Linked DNA regions of Mus musculus: all the other regions are linked to region 2. Evidence: chromatin contacts called from public HiChIP or PLAC-seq and promoter capture Hi-C data. All regions are on one chromosome and are shown on one strand. Each heading gives the region's core, a stretch centred on a gene start, on an enhancer-like site or on the middle of the called end of the contact. The rest is flanking DNA. Distances are from core to core; before and after follow the strand shown.

Region 1 (4,575 bases), core at 443-2,942, 1.7 Mb before region 2:
TGTCATTCATTTCTTGACCTGGACAATTGACTCAGAACAACCGGAGTCAGTGGGTTTAGAAAAGGATTGTTTCTCTGAGTTCCTAGAAGCAAGAAGAGGAGACAGAAGCTATAGGAAGCACACGTAGCACATACACACTTATGTGCAAGCACACATAAGGTCATACATGACACAGGGCATAGAACCCCATAGACACAGATATAAAAGAACTCAAAGCCACACACCCAAGGTCAGGGACACACAGCTTACTCAGGCAAGTCCTGACACCCAGGCCAGGGTTCCACCATTGTCCATATTTATAGACAGAGGATGGGTGGATGGAAACACACGAGTGACTCTGAGTGGGGACAGAGGAGTGACTCTGAGTGGGGAACAGGGGTCTTCATGCAGAGTTCTTCCTCTCAAGAGAGTCTGGACACCAGCTCCTTCCCGAAGAGTTCACTGGCTCTTCAGGAACCCACACCCGGATGGAAGGGAGGGCTTTGAGTGTTTACATGAAACACTGGACCGGATTCTGGATACAGGGAAGAGAATGAACCGCAGGACAGAGAGCTGTGATAAGGAATCTATGACCCTCTCAGGACCTAGAAAGGATAGAGATGAGGAATGGGGAGGTGTGTGTGTCAAGGGGGGAAGGTCTGGGGGTTCACAGACGTAGGGATCTCCACAGCTCGGCTTTGCTCCTCGCTCTGCACTTAACCCCCAGTGCCTGCCAGAGCCCTGGCATGCATGTTAGGCACAGGTTGCCAGACACGGGGGTGGCGCAGGGTGCCAGGCCACACACAAACAAGGACCTTCATACACACAGGGAGGGAAATGCACCCACACACTACTTAATTCATCCCCTGGGGACTCAGTGTAGCAGATCAGGGACCACCCTGTCCTGACCCTTCTCCCAGGTCTTCCCATTAACTGGTTCCTGGGGAGGGGGTAGATGAAGCTAAAGAAAAAAGGAGACCTTGATGCCTTCATTGACCTTTCCATCTCTGTCTTTCTCTGTGTGTTTCTGTCTCTCTGTATGTATGTCTCTCTCCTCCTCCTCCTTCCTCTCCCTCCATCCCCAGTTCTAGACTATGGAAGAAAATGAAGTGAAACAGAACCCCCCTTCTCTCCTAGCTGTGGCTGAGAACTACCCAGGTGAGAGTGCACATTTGGGCGTGTGTACCAGGGACCTAAGGCCATGCCTGGCACTGCATGCGGGGGCGGGTGTGGCTGGCAGCAGACTCTGGCTGCTTCCATGCAGTGTTCTGGAAGTCATGGCAGTCACAGCCACAGCAATGTGGAATACTTGAATGAAAGTTGGTGGTGGTGGTGCTGATGTTGGTGGTATGTGTGTGTTAAGTATCCCTGAGGAAGCGTGAGCAGGATGTGCACTCCTGAGCTCGGAGGCTCAGAGTCCTTGGCATGCCAATAGGCGCACAGGAGTGAATGAGATGTAAGGCACAGGGTTGGGCAGACTGGCCCTTTCCCGGGCGAAGCTGGCGACTGACGGCTCCGCCTCATGCAACTTGGGGACTTTGTTCCGGCTTCTTCGAAAACGGATCTAGACAGGGGGGCTGGGCGGGGGGGCACCTGCCTGGCGTGGGGTGCTAAGATAGAAGTGGAGGAAAGCCCCACCCTAGCCCCGCCTTCGCACCGCCCCAACCCCGCCCCCAGGGCGCTTTATAAGCTGGGTCCGAGGACCCCGCAAAGAAAGCGAGTATCCCTCCCACCCCAGGCCGGTGTTCCTCTGCATTCCGTGTCCTAGCCTCGAGTCCCTCTCGGCGCTCCCCAACCAGGCCCCCGCCCCGCCCCAGCCCGGCCCCGAAGTCATGGAGCGCTGGCCTTGGCCGTCGGGCGGCGCCTGGCTGCTGGTGGCTGCCCGCGCGCTGCTGCAGCTGCTGCGCTCAGACCTGCGTCTGGGCCGCCCGTTGTTGGCGGCACTGGCCCTGCTGGCTGCTCTCGACTGGCTGTGCCAGCGCCTGCTGCCCCCGCCGGCGGCACTCGTGGTGCTGGCTGGTGCTGGCTGGATCGCGTTGTCCCGCCTAGCGCGCCCTCCTCGCCTGCCGGTGGCCACTCGCGCGGTGCTCATCACCGGTGAGTGTGCAGAGCGCAGGGACTCCAGGCTGGAGGGCGGGACCGCACACCTAGAGGGTTTCCCTTGGGCGCCATCAAGGGGAACTCCGCAGCTCAGACGTAAGAGTCCTTCTCTAAACGCAAGAAAGTGAGCCAAGTAGGAAGCTCCGGGCACCTCACCAAGTCTGGGTTAACTACCTGCGACCGCGAGGATTATTGGTGAGAAAGTAGAGAGTGGGCAGGTGCTCAAAGGAAACTAGTGACTGAAAGAGGAGAAACTTAGTTTATGCTGAGCTCCTTAAGAGATCAGGTGTGGAGCAGAAGACAGTACTTTAGGGGACTTCAGAAGACCCGAGACGGGGATAATGCCATCTCTTGAACTCTGCCTGACATCCCCCACATCACTAGAACACAGTATCTGCTATTCTCTGGGGGCAGAGTGCTTAGATGGTGAGTTCTGCTCCCCGACCTCCTCTGGCTGGAATCCTTGGAGTTCAGAACCGCCTGAGTTCACAGCAGCTGGAGAGTAGCTGCTTCTTAGATCCAGCTACCCACTGCCAAAACTGCAGCCGCCTGCAGTCTACACCTAACACCTCATCCTGCCCAGCCCTGGGTGCCCAGGAAAGGGTCCTCAGAGAGCTGGACTCAGGTGTCTCTAGTGCCTGCCTGTGCTTTCTTTGTCTGGAGCAGGGAATAAATCTGTCATCAGGAGGGAAGGGGAGGGGAGGGGGGCTGCAGACCCAGCAGGAAATGGGGAGGGGGAGGAAGGCCAGGGGGCATTGGTCCATTGCATGGGGGGAGGGGCAGCTGTTTCTCCCCCAACCACCATGGCTTCTTGGAGGTCTTGGTCCTTTATGGGTGGTCTGCATGATAGGATAGGGCCGGGAGACTTTAGGAGGAAATCCTTGAACTGGACCTTGGAGGGAGTTGGGTAGTGACAGGTGGAATCTGAAAGGTGTCTTGGATCCTAGAAAGGGCGTGAGACAAAGGTTTAAGACAGAAAGAAATAAGCACGGTTTGGGAAGGGGACAGTCAATAACCAGTCTGGCTGGGGGGGGGGGGGGATGTGAAGTTTCCTTGGGAGGAGACCCGAATGTCAGGTGAGAAACCAGATTGCACTAAGGTGATATGGCTTCGGAAGAGAGGGTGGAGGTTGAGTAGGACTCAGGTGATATGGAAGAGACTTCCAGAGTGAGTGTGAAGCCACGGCAAGCCCCCCCCCCCCCCCCCTTTCAGGAGCCTGAGGAAGGAAAGCTACTGAATTCCCTTGAAATGAAGCAGGGACTCGTTATAGGCTCTGCCTTCAAACATGGAACAGATCTCTTCCTGTCCTGTGTGAGCGGCTTTCACCAGATCCTATGCCACTTCAGGTTCTACTGATACAGCTGGGGCATCCTGAGATCTCACCTCAGGTCTTTGCTACTGGTCTAGTCTTGAGCCTGAGCAAGAGGTGAGAAGAGGGATGCTTTCTGTGCCCCAGGCTCCTTCCATCTCTGCAAACCTCAGTGTTTGGGAGAAGAGAATTTGGCCCCAGCCTACTCCCGTGTAAGCACTGGAAGTTGGCTTCTAGCTTCCTGATGCCTGAAAACTCTGGGGTTTTCCGAGTCACCACCAAGCAGCAAGAGCACTTAAGTGACCGGTTCTTGACCCACCTGCCAAGAACACTGCGCTTTCTGCCTACACTCATCCCTCCCCAAGAATGCCCAAGAATTGTTTGTCAAACCTAGGCCACAAGCTCAGCCATGCTGTCATGTCTGGGCTGTGTGACTTGGTACCTTGTGTGCATGCATTATGTATGTGTCTTCGTGCTGAAGGGAGACAGGGGTCAAGCTCGTGTGTGAACATGCAGGCAGGTTTACAGGTGAGCAAGAGGGTAAGGACCCCGGAGCTGAGTTTCTGGGAGGCTTTTAGTAAAGTTCTGTCTCCTCCAAAAGGAAGCAGAAGCAAGAGTGCATGTGTGTGCACACACACTCCCTTCCCCCAGTCAGATTTGCTTGGGAAGGACCCCTCAACACAGACTAGCAGGCCCCAGCTACACAAAGCCCGGTTTGCAGCCCCCAACCAGCTTTGTTCTCTTCTCAGCTCAGGGGGGAGGGGCTGAGACGAGGAGGGGTGCTGTTTGTCCAGGAGTGGGGAAGCTGGGCTGCAAAGCAGCTTTTCTGCACAGCAGGACCTCGGGGCTGGCAGCTCCACAGACTCCCCTCCCCCACTGGCCCTCCTCATCCTCTCACTGGCCACCCACAGAGCCAGGATCAGCATGGAAACCATCAAGGAAGCAAGGGCTTATCAGTACCAGGGACCCCCACACTGGGGCCTTGCCTGGTGGTTCTTATCTCTGCATACCAAGGGCAAGAAAATGAAGACTCCATGGGTAGTCACCGACCTTGGGTCACACTTAGTGGTGTGGGAAGGGATTCCAATGCAGGTCTGTTTTCTTCACTTACCATGCATGGTTCCTAGCCTGAGAGGAAAAGTGATCTGGGGCTCAGCAAATGTATACATACGTCCGAAGTCAATGAT
Region 2 (4,524 bases), core at 515-3,014:
AACTCCACTGCTCAGGAGGCTGAGGCAGGAGGATCATGAATTAGAGGCTAGCCTAGAGTATATGGCAAGATTCTGACTCAAAATAACAGTGTGGGGTGGGTGCGAGGAGGCTGGAGAGATGGTTCAGCACTTTAAAGCTCTTATAGAGAACCCAGGTTCAATTTCCAGCGTCTACATGCGGGCTTACAACTATATGGAGCTCAAGCATGATCATGGTACACATACACACATGCAGGCAAAAACCTCATACACATAGAATAAAAAAAAATAAAGAAGAAAATAGATGTTCATATAAAGTATATAAAATACCCACCGTAGCCTTTTCAAGTATCCAGAGATGAAATGCAGTGTGTGTACACGTGTGCATGTACGTGCACACATGGACATGTGCATGATGGAAAACTATTCAGCAGTAAGAATTAAGGAGTTACTGATACATGGATGAGTTTTGAAAGCATGACATTAAATGAAAGAAAAACCAGACACCAAAAAAATCACATACAATATGATCCGACTTATGTGACATGTCCAGAATAGTCAAGTTCAGACACAGATTGGGACAAATTGGACTTGACAGGGATGGAAGGGTCATGTTGCTAGGGACTGCTTGTGAATATAGGGGGATGAAGGCTTCAGTTAGTGGTCATGGCTGTTTAAGTATAGCAAAGGCCCTACACTGTAGGGCCTTTTTTTTTTTTTTTGGCTTTTCGAGACAGGGTTTCTCTGTATATCCCTGGCTGTCCTGGAACTCACTCTGTAGACCAGGCTGGCCTCGAACTCAGAAATCCACCTGCCTCTGCCTCCCAAGTGCTGGGATTAAAGGTGTGTGCCACCATGCCCAGCTCCTACAGTGTATTCTTAAAAGGGTGAATTTTATGATATATGAATAGAAGCACAACACTTTATTTTTAGACAGTGTCTGTCTATGTGGCCCTGCCTGTCTTAGAACTCATTTTCTAGACCAGGCTGGCCTTGAACTCACAGAGAGCTGCTTGCCTCTGTCTCCTGAGTGCTGGGGTTAAAGTTGTCTACCACCATGCCGGGATAGCATTCTCCTTTTCAAAGCTATTTTAATTTTGTGTATGTTGTCTGTGTGCTGGTATGCCCACATGTGTGGGTGCCTGAGGAGGCTAGAAGAGAGTGTTGGGTCTCCTGGTGCTGGAGTTACAAAAAGCCGTCTCAATAGGTGAGCCATCACATCTCTCCGGGCTCAACCATCCTTCTCTGTCGTTCATGCTTCGAGACTGGGATATAGCTCAGTGACAACAGGAGCTTACCTGGGATGCTCAGGACCCTGGATTCAACTCCCCTGCAAGTACTGCACTAAAGTAAAAAAAAAAAAAAAAATCACCTATTCAAAGCAGGGTGTGGAGTACCTAAGACAGGCCAGCCCGGAATTGGTCCTGGAAAGCAACAACTGGATCGCCCCAAGGGCAGTTTAATGATGGTACCAAGTGCAGAGTGTAGGGAGGGTCTAGGGAAAATTTGTCTCAAGTCATAATGAAGCAGTTCAGGGTCGGTGGAGGGGCAGCCAATACTATCCTGATCTGAAAAGGGGTGTAGGGGCAAGGTGTGAGCGATCTCCAGGAAGAACTGTGGAGGAGGGCTTCCAAAGGGGGCTTCCACATTGAGCAAGCTCCCTACTGCATCCTGTCCTCCGCTCAGCCTCTCCTCTGTGTGGACACCCATCAGGGCACCCACCTGTCAGCCAGTGGGACAGGGGCTTAGGCAATGGGGGCCTTCAGTGCACAGTGCGCATGCGTGAGTCTGACATCTACAGAGGCAGTTGGCATTGGCCCCATTCAAGCACTCCCCGAGGTCTACAGTGGAGAAGAGAAGGCTGCCAAGCCCCTGTGAAGAAGAAAGAGACTGTGTATCGTCCCAGCCCCTCGTGACTTCACACTGGGTGTGAAGACAGAATAGGATCCTGAAAGAGGCCGACTTTAACGAAAGGAATGAGTGTGTGCACTTTTGGACATGGCGTCTAGATGTCCTTCCAATTAAGCGGTGCACAGTAAGTTGGGGTGAGTCCTGGTGATGAAGGTGCCCTTCATGACCATGGGGAAGCTTGGAAATGGATACTAAGCACCCCTGGGGGTGTATTAATGCAAGTACAGAAGGACAACTCCACGCTGAGGGACACCCCTCTGGGGCTCAAAGCCTAGGGTTGAGCCGGAGAGTCTGATAATGGGCAGACACCCAAGGCCTGCTCTTGGAAGCCAGGATGTGTGTGGACTGCGCCCTCCCCGGAGGTTACCCCGAGTGCTGGCGCAGCTCTCTGGCTCAACCGCCCGAGCACTCACGGGGCTCCTTCCAGCCTTTATTGGGACATCTGCCACCTCCCAGGTCCTCCTCTTCCAAAGCCAAGAAGGGTCAGAGGAAGGGAGTGTCCCTGTATACCAACGTAGCAGAGCAGCTTCTGAAAGCTGAGGGGGGCCCCCAGGGAGAAAACATGGCCGTGCCAATTTTGAAAGGTCCCCAAACGACTTCTAAAAGCACCAAGGCCCATGAGTAAGACTGCGGTGCTGGATGGAACGCGGGGGCAGGAATGCTGCCCAGATCCCTGGCAGGAGCTGCGGGAAGAAAGCAGGCCAGGGCGCTGCCTCTGCAGCAGACGCATTGTCCCCCCTGTTCTGTGGGCTCTTGGGTATCTCTGTCCAGGCAAAGCCCGAGCCCACCCGTGGGCAGCTTCTAGCCTGCAAGGCTCAGCACCCTGCAGGATTCTCTTCCACACAGGTCCCTCACCTCTGGCTCCACGCCCAGCCAGTTGCCCACAGACTGGAAAACAAAGGAACACTGCCTTCCCTGGAGACCTGTGCTTAAGGGATGGAAGGGATGGGCCTTGGGCAGGCTGGGCGGATACTCTGTTGATTTTTTTTTTTTTTTTCCGAGTGCAGAGACTATGACAGCCAATTCCTGTTGGAAGTAGCTTTGTTTTCTTTGGATGGTGGAACACTTTTCCTTTCTCGTGACTGTGGCAGTTTTGGGTCATGTTTAGGATGGTGACTAGTTAGCCTAATTATGTGCCTTCCACAACCACGTTCTTAACCTTTTGGGGCACAGATGTTATTACAACCTTGATTGAGAAGAGGGGTCACCTCTTCTCTCTCCCCTCTGCGCCTCAATCGGAGCATTTAACTCCTAGTGGGTTAGGACTCTTTGTAGAGGCCAGGAGTGCGTAGCTCAACAGGTTCAAGGCCCTGAATTCTGTCCCAGTTTGGGGACAAAAATGAGAAACTGTTGGGTTAAGGAAAATAAGGAAAGGCCCTTCCTGTCCCCCTATATTCTACCCTAGATTTCCTTCAGTCTGGTTTTTAAGATTCCTAGCACTGGTTGGGTCAGTGCGCCCTGCTTGGCTCCTGTCTGAATCAGTCCATGTGTCTAGGCACGTTTCTAGCTAAGGCTGCCTCTGGGTGAAGGCTCCAGGACCGCACCACGCCTCTCTTTCAGGCATCAGGCTATTCCAGAGGGATTTGTAAGCTCTTTGTCTTATCTCTGTCTCTCTATTACACAGAAGCCGGGCAACCAGAGTCTCTGTAGCTTCAAGGAGAGGTGGCCCTATTTCCAAGGAGCAGGTTCTAGGGAGACAGGCGTTGTCTGGTTTTGTTAAATTCCAGCAGAAAGTCACTTTGCCAAAAATGCCAAAAATAAAAAGGACTGTCTAGACACTCACATATTAGACACTCTAATATGAACAGAGACTTTGACCTTGACGTCATCAGGTTTTGCTTCCATGGCAAGATGAAGGGGTAGGTCAATTAACAGACAGGGCTGTGTACCTGCTGTGCACCAGGCTGTGTTCTTGGCACCTGGAGGCATGTGGTGATGAGACAGACACCCAAACACTGGTAATTGTAGAAAGTAGAAAATACAAAGATGAAAGTAATGTAGTGTGGAATGACCAGGGTTGCCGTGGTAGGGACGTGATGAGAAAGGTCTCTGAGAATTCACAACTGGGACAGAGACCTGCTTTCCGGCTCACTTACCTGCCCGCTCTCCACCTCACTTTCTGTAGCCAGTTAAAGGTCGGCTGTGAAAGAAATGCAACATAACATTCTAGGAATAGACAACTTACAATGTTTGCATTGGGTATTATTCTGAGGAACATGAAAAAAATGTCACACAATGCCAGCTCATGGCCCATGCTCCCACACAGTGTGCCCATGCTGTGTGGCTGTGCCACCTACCTGCTGATCCCTTGGCAGCCATTCTGAGGGAGCCCACCGTTCTGCAGCTTTGATCACAGTATACTGTGACATTTGTTCGATCTTATTAATGGTTATTATCAGTCTCTTTGTAAATTATTCCTATGGAGAGATAGGAAAAACACACATAGGATTTGGTGCTGTCTGATGCTTTAGACTCCCTCTGCGGATCTTGCAACCTATCCCCCATTGGTGAGCCGAGGCTACAGTATTCAAAAGATAGTAGCCACTTGGAGGACTTCAGGCTGAGGGGACAGCTATTGCGAAGGCTCTGAGACTTGAATGGTTGACCTGCTTAAGGAACAGAGAAACAGTAGAC
Region 3 (4,943 bases), core at 2,230-4,729, 1.0 Mb before region 2:
CCCAGGAGTGGAAGACAGAGGTTCATAGTCTCCTGTGAGCTTCCATGTTCTCAAGGATTCTAGCAGGAGGGAGAGACTAGCTTAGGGAGGGATGAGTAGAGATGATGACTAAGACATAGGAGCACATGGAGATAGATAAAGGGGATGTCTGAAATAGGGAAGCATGCAGAGGAATTGGGCCTCAGCTTGAACTTTGTGGTGTAGAAAACCTACCAGTTTCCATTGAGTTGGCCAGACTAGATTCCAGGTGTTGCTATACTCAGGGGGCCACTAGAGGGCGATCTAAGACTCACTGTACCAAGTGTAATGCATGGAAGGAAGGGGTGGTCAAGAAGGGGCATGAGGTGTGGACACACAAGCCCTGCGGTGGCACCGGTCCAAGTGAAAGATTGATAATATGAAAAATCATTTGCAGGTCCTATCCAGCTTGGCCCTTACCTACCCACCATGCCATCTTTCGTGATGACCTTGCAGGCAGCTACTCATTCATTCCAAATCTTTTTATGTCCATTGGCAGTTTAACTGCGAGGGTATCAGATCACCGGGAACAGGATACAGCCATGAGTTGACATATGGGTGCTGAGGATCGAACCCAGGTCCTTGGGTAGAGCAGGCAGTGCCCTTAACTGCTGAGCCCTGTCTCCCACACACCCCTTCCCCAGGCCAGCTCTTTTTGAGCCCTACGGGTACCTCATTTTCATAGCTGCAGAGAAGGTATTCTGCCAGTGTCAGCCCGTTTGCTTGGGTGGCCTTTTGACTTCCCTGAGCCTCAGCTTCCTTATCTGATTGATAGATCTATCCTGCAGGGCGTGCCCATTGACCAAGAATGCTGATGTTGGAAAGCCTCAGGTCCCTGGTCTGGTGTCTTGTACCAGCTTTGGGCTCAGCAGATTCCCTATGTGGATGGGAGACAGCAATCACTGGAAGCCAGATTTCTATATATAGCTATTGCAAGGACAAATGGGTGGCTCTTATTGAATGGAGAGGCGATGCTGGAGGGACTGATTCCATAAGTGAAGGGTCAGGCTCAACTGACCTAAATCTATGCAGGCTCACTTATTCTTCCAGAAGGTGTGTAAGGATGTAAGGGTGTCCAGCTGCTGCCCAGGCTGCAATACCTACAGCAGTTTCCCCTCCCCAAATTCTAATAGTCACTGCCTGACTCATTGTGGATCTCTTGGTAATGGCGTTTCTCAGGTGGGGTAGGGAGCTTACATCAAAGAAGTATTGGTGGTCTCATATCCTGCTCCCCACCCCTCACCCCCCGTACTACCCTTCCTCTTGCTAGGGAATCAGAGTCTGGCTGCTGGCTTGTGCTGGGGAGCCTCCCTCATCCTCAGATCTGTTGGATTCCTGCCATGCTCCTTCTTTGGAGCTGGAGCCTGAACTCAGGGCCCCTTTGAGCTGCGTCAGAGACTGATCAAGGTTTCGAAGACGAGAACCCAAAAGGGGCAGCACCAACAAGGGGTCCTCAAGGACTGCATCCTACGCCTATAGGTTGTTAACTTCCTAAGAAACCTGGGACCAAAGGCTGTGTGGTTCCTATTAACATGTTAAAGTGGACGAGGCCAGGCTCTGTTACTACCCAATCAAGAAATTGTATTAGTATTTCTCGAGCCAGGTGTGGTGGCGCAAGCCTTTAATCCCAGCACTCAGGAAGCAGAGGCAGGCAGATTTCTGAGTTCGAGGCCAGCCTGGTCTACAAAGTGAGTTCTAGGACAGCCAGAGCTATACAGAGAAACCCTGTCTAGAAAAACCAAAAGAAAAAAAAAAAAGAATTAGTATTTCTCACCAGCTTCTCTTTCCTGTATACTCTCTGACATTTTGGCTAAGTGTTCTCTTGGTTCTTCTCATGGCCTCTTGGTCCTTGCCACCTCTCTTCATTCATTTGCTTGCTCTCTCTCTCTCTCTCTCTCTCTCTCTCTCTCTCTCTCTCTCTCTCTTTTCCTGCTTTCCCCCACCCTGTCACCTCTCATGGCCTGGTCTATCCTGTTGGCTATGTTCAGGCTGGATTCTTCCAAATGCCTCTGGCTGTGCTCTCCCTAATAGCTACAATAAAAACCTTCTCTTCGCCGGGCAGTGGTGGTGCAATGCCTTTAATTCTAGCACTTGGGAGGCAGAGGCAGGTGGATTTCTGAGTCTGAGGCCAGCCTGGTCTACAGAGTGAGTTCCAGGACAGCCAGGGCTATACAGAGAAACCCTGTCTCAAAAAACAAAAAACAAAAAACCTTCTCTTCAACCATACCTAGGAGTGATCATGTCCCTGTTTTTTTCATTCATCAGGAAGGAGGAAGGAGAGCACTTTAGGAGAGGTTTAGTTAATTATTTGGTTTTTCCAAAGTTTAAGTGTAACAGAACCCTGGCTGTCCTGGACTCGATTTGTAGACCAGGATGGCCTCGAATTCACATAGAGTGACTTCCCACTGCCTCCTGAATGCTGAGATTAAAGGTATGGGCACTATTGCCCGGCACACTACTTATCTCTCAATAAGGTTTAAATCTTAAGCGAGAAATGCAGAAAGAATGGGGTCCCTTGCAAACAAACTCCCAAGTCTGTTTCTTTCAAGGTATCTGACAAGTTGTAAATATTTAGCCAGGAGATATGTTCCTCCTTTAGATGTTTCGTCCACTTGATCTCCTAGCAGGCTATTCCTGGAGGAAATACTGATTTCTTGGGTTTTTTGTTCTTGTTTTTTGTTTTTTTTTTTTTTTTTTTGTTTTGTTTTGTTTTTAAAGTCTGATAGCCTACGAGAAAAGCACAACTGTCTCGTTAGACTATATTTATCCCTGCCAGACTGGTCAGTTGTTAGAAGGTCCGGTGGAATATAAAAGGCAGGAAGTCTTAGAATGAACGCCAGCGCCACTAGAGGAAAAAGATAACCTAAAAGGAGATAGAGGAGCAACCAACGGGAGAAGAAAAGGTCAGGATGTCCCAGCATCCCCAAGAGGGGTGTCAGCAGGGTCGGGGGAGACCAGGACAAAGCGAAGAGAGCCAGAAGTGGCAGCCTTCCTGGGTCTAATGGAGTCTGAACTGAGTGTCAGAGCACCGGTCCCGGGAGTGTATTTCTTCCTGGGTTCCCGGGCTGAAGGGAGGCAGTTATCTAGATAGGGAGGCGGTCCAGAGCTCTTTGTGTCAACTGTCTGGGGTCCCACTGGGCGTGCAGTCCCCAAAGGCCAAGGAGGAGAAGGTGTGTGTGGGCCCGTTAGAGCTCCAAGCAGCAGCATCCTCACGTGGAGCCCCAGAGGCTTCAAGTGACTGCGTGGGGAGCCGGGGAGTGTCCATCCCAGGTGAGGGTGACCGCACCCCAGTCACAGCCCGCGGGGAGAGTCCGGGCGCGGCCTGCTGGAGGCTGCTCCGTAACGGTACGCGGATCGCCCAGGGCCCCGGCGTGCTCCAGTGCCCGGAAGCAACGCCGCCTGGGGCCCCCGCTCCGAGCCGGGTCCCCTGGCGGCGCGCGCTGTCGCGATCCGGTGCGAGTGACGTGGCGTGGGCGGGGCTTGAGCGGCCGCCGGGGCGACGGCGCGACCGAGCATCCTGGAAGCTCCGGGCCACGAGGAGGTAGCTGGCGAGGCCGAGGAGGTGAGGGGCTGGCTCCGGTTCGGCTCGGGGTCGTTCTGGTGTGCGGCCGAACACTCTTGCGTGGCCTCCGTGGCCGCGTGCTGGATGCGGGGCCGGAAACCGCGTGGGGCGGAGGGCGCGGGAGAGACGCGGCGGCTGAGAAGAGGACGCCGGGAGCGTGGATCCCTGGAGTGGACCGCCGTGTGAGGAAGACGCAGGCGCGCGCGCGGGCGCGTGTGTGGGGAGAGAGACCCCGAGGGTGGCTTTGTGAGTGTGCAAGATCCCGAGTGTAAGGGGGACTGTTTGTGAAAAACTGTGAGATGGTGAGTGTAAGGGGCCGTGTGTGTGTGTGTGTGTGTGTGTGTGTGTGTTTGTTTGTGTGTGTGTGTAGACGGAAAAACCCAGAGTGCGAGGAGGAAAACCGTGGGCGTGAGGGTGGCTCTGGAGTGTGTGCGACCCTGAGAGAGACGGAGACGGTGAAGGAGGTTTGAGTGTGAGAGAAGCGGGCGTGAAGGCTGAAGGACTGAGCCCTTCGCAGTCCGTGACCGTGCGAGCCTGGGTGAACCTCCCTGGAGCACTGAGAGGTGGCGGAGGAGGAGGAGGAGGAGGAGGAGGAAGAAGCCGTTGTGTGTGAGGAGGGCAGAGACAGCAGGGCGGGTGTGTGAATGCAGGAATGCAGCTTCTTGGGGGCTGTTGAAACCTCTGACTCCGGTTGGGACTTTTAGAGTGCTGAGGTATTGGCGTTTGGGAACACGGTGCTCTTACTCTTTTGAGTGTCTCCTGTATTTTGTCGTCTCATTGGACCATCTCATGTCACAATTATCAGGAAATATTTGGGAAATGTTCGGAAAATTTCTGTTACTCTGCACACCAAGCCAAAAGGCTGGTCACCGCGTTGTGTAATGGGTCAGTATAAATAGAAAACACCTAATTTAACAAGTCTTGGGGAACCAATCGAGATCACTGGGTTATGTGTTGGAGAGAATGCAATCTCCGCTGTTATTGGGGGGCGGGGAGAACGACCCCTCTCAGTTTTGGGCAGCTCATCTAACAGGCTATATATGCTCAGCTGTTTGGCTCCTTATATCTGAGAGCCAATCGATCTCGGATTTAAAGACTTAGGGGGAGCAGATTTTAAAGTCTGCAACTGCTTCCTGGGGTCATTTTTACTTCTTTACCTGGTGAGGTCCTTGAGGAATCTACCCAGGCTTCCTATTTTGTTCAAGTTCCATTGTGATTTCATACAGATAGCTTTTGCTTCCCGACATGGGTCTTAGGCTGTTTACTTGAGTTATATTTGATTTTTCTTTCCTGGCAAATGTGTGGAAAAATCACCACCCTGGTGGAGAGAGAAGGCAGTACTTGCCATGCAAGTGGGTTTCAT

What was found. HiChIP or PLAC-seq counts read pairs in DNA pulled down with a chosen protein or histone mark. Capture Hi-C pulls out chosen DNA fragments and counts their contacts.
Region 1: a contact with region 2 is called in a FOXA1 HiChIP or PLAC-seq map of pancreatic cancer cells. The contact joins the promoter of Hsd11b2 here to the promoter of 4930517G24Rik in region 2. A contact is called at or near these places in 2 of 39 promoter capture datasets (liver and pre-B cells) and 1 of 115 datasets of contacts at active chromatin or transcription factors (pancreatic cancer cells).
Region 3: a contact with region 2 is called in a promoter capture Hi-C map of adipose tissue. The contact joins the promoter of Slc7a6 here to the promoter of 4930517G24Rik in region 2. A contact is called at or near these places in 1 of 39 promoter capture datasets (liver) and 1 of 9 other capture datasets (adipose tissue).

The regions. Positions count from the first base shown.
Region 1 is chr8:105,517,054-105,521,628 of GRCm38.p6, forward strand. Hsd11b2 (hydroxysteroid 11-beta dehydrogenase 2) reads left to right here and starts at 1,693. Exons shown (of 5, transcript NM_008289.2): 1 at 1,693-2,076. The coding sequence starts at 1,812.
Region 2 is chr8:107,203,566-107,208,089 of GRCm38.p6, forward strand. 4930517G24Rik (RIKEN cDNA 4930517G24 gene) reads left to right here and starts at 1,765. Exons shown (of 3, transcript NR_166499.1): 1 at 1,765-2,024.
Region 3 is chr8:106,165,375-106,170,317 of GRCm38.p6, forward strand. Slc7a6 (solute carrier family 7 (cationic amino acid transporter, y+ system), member 6) reads left to right here and starts at 3,480. Exons shown (of 10, transcript NM_178798.4): 1 at 3,480-3,580.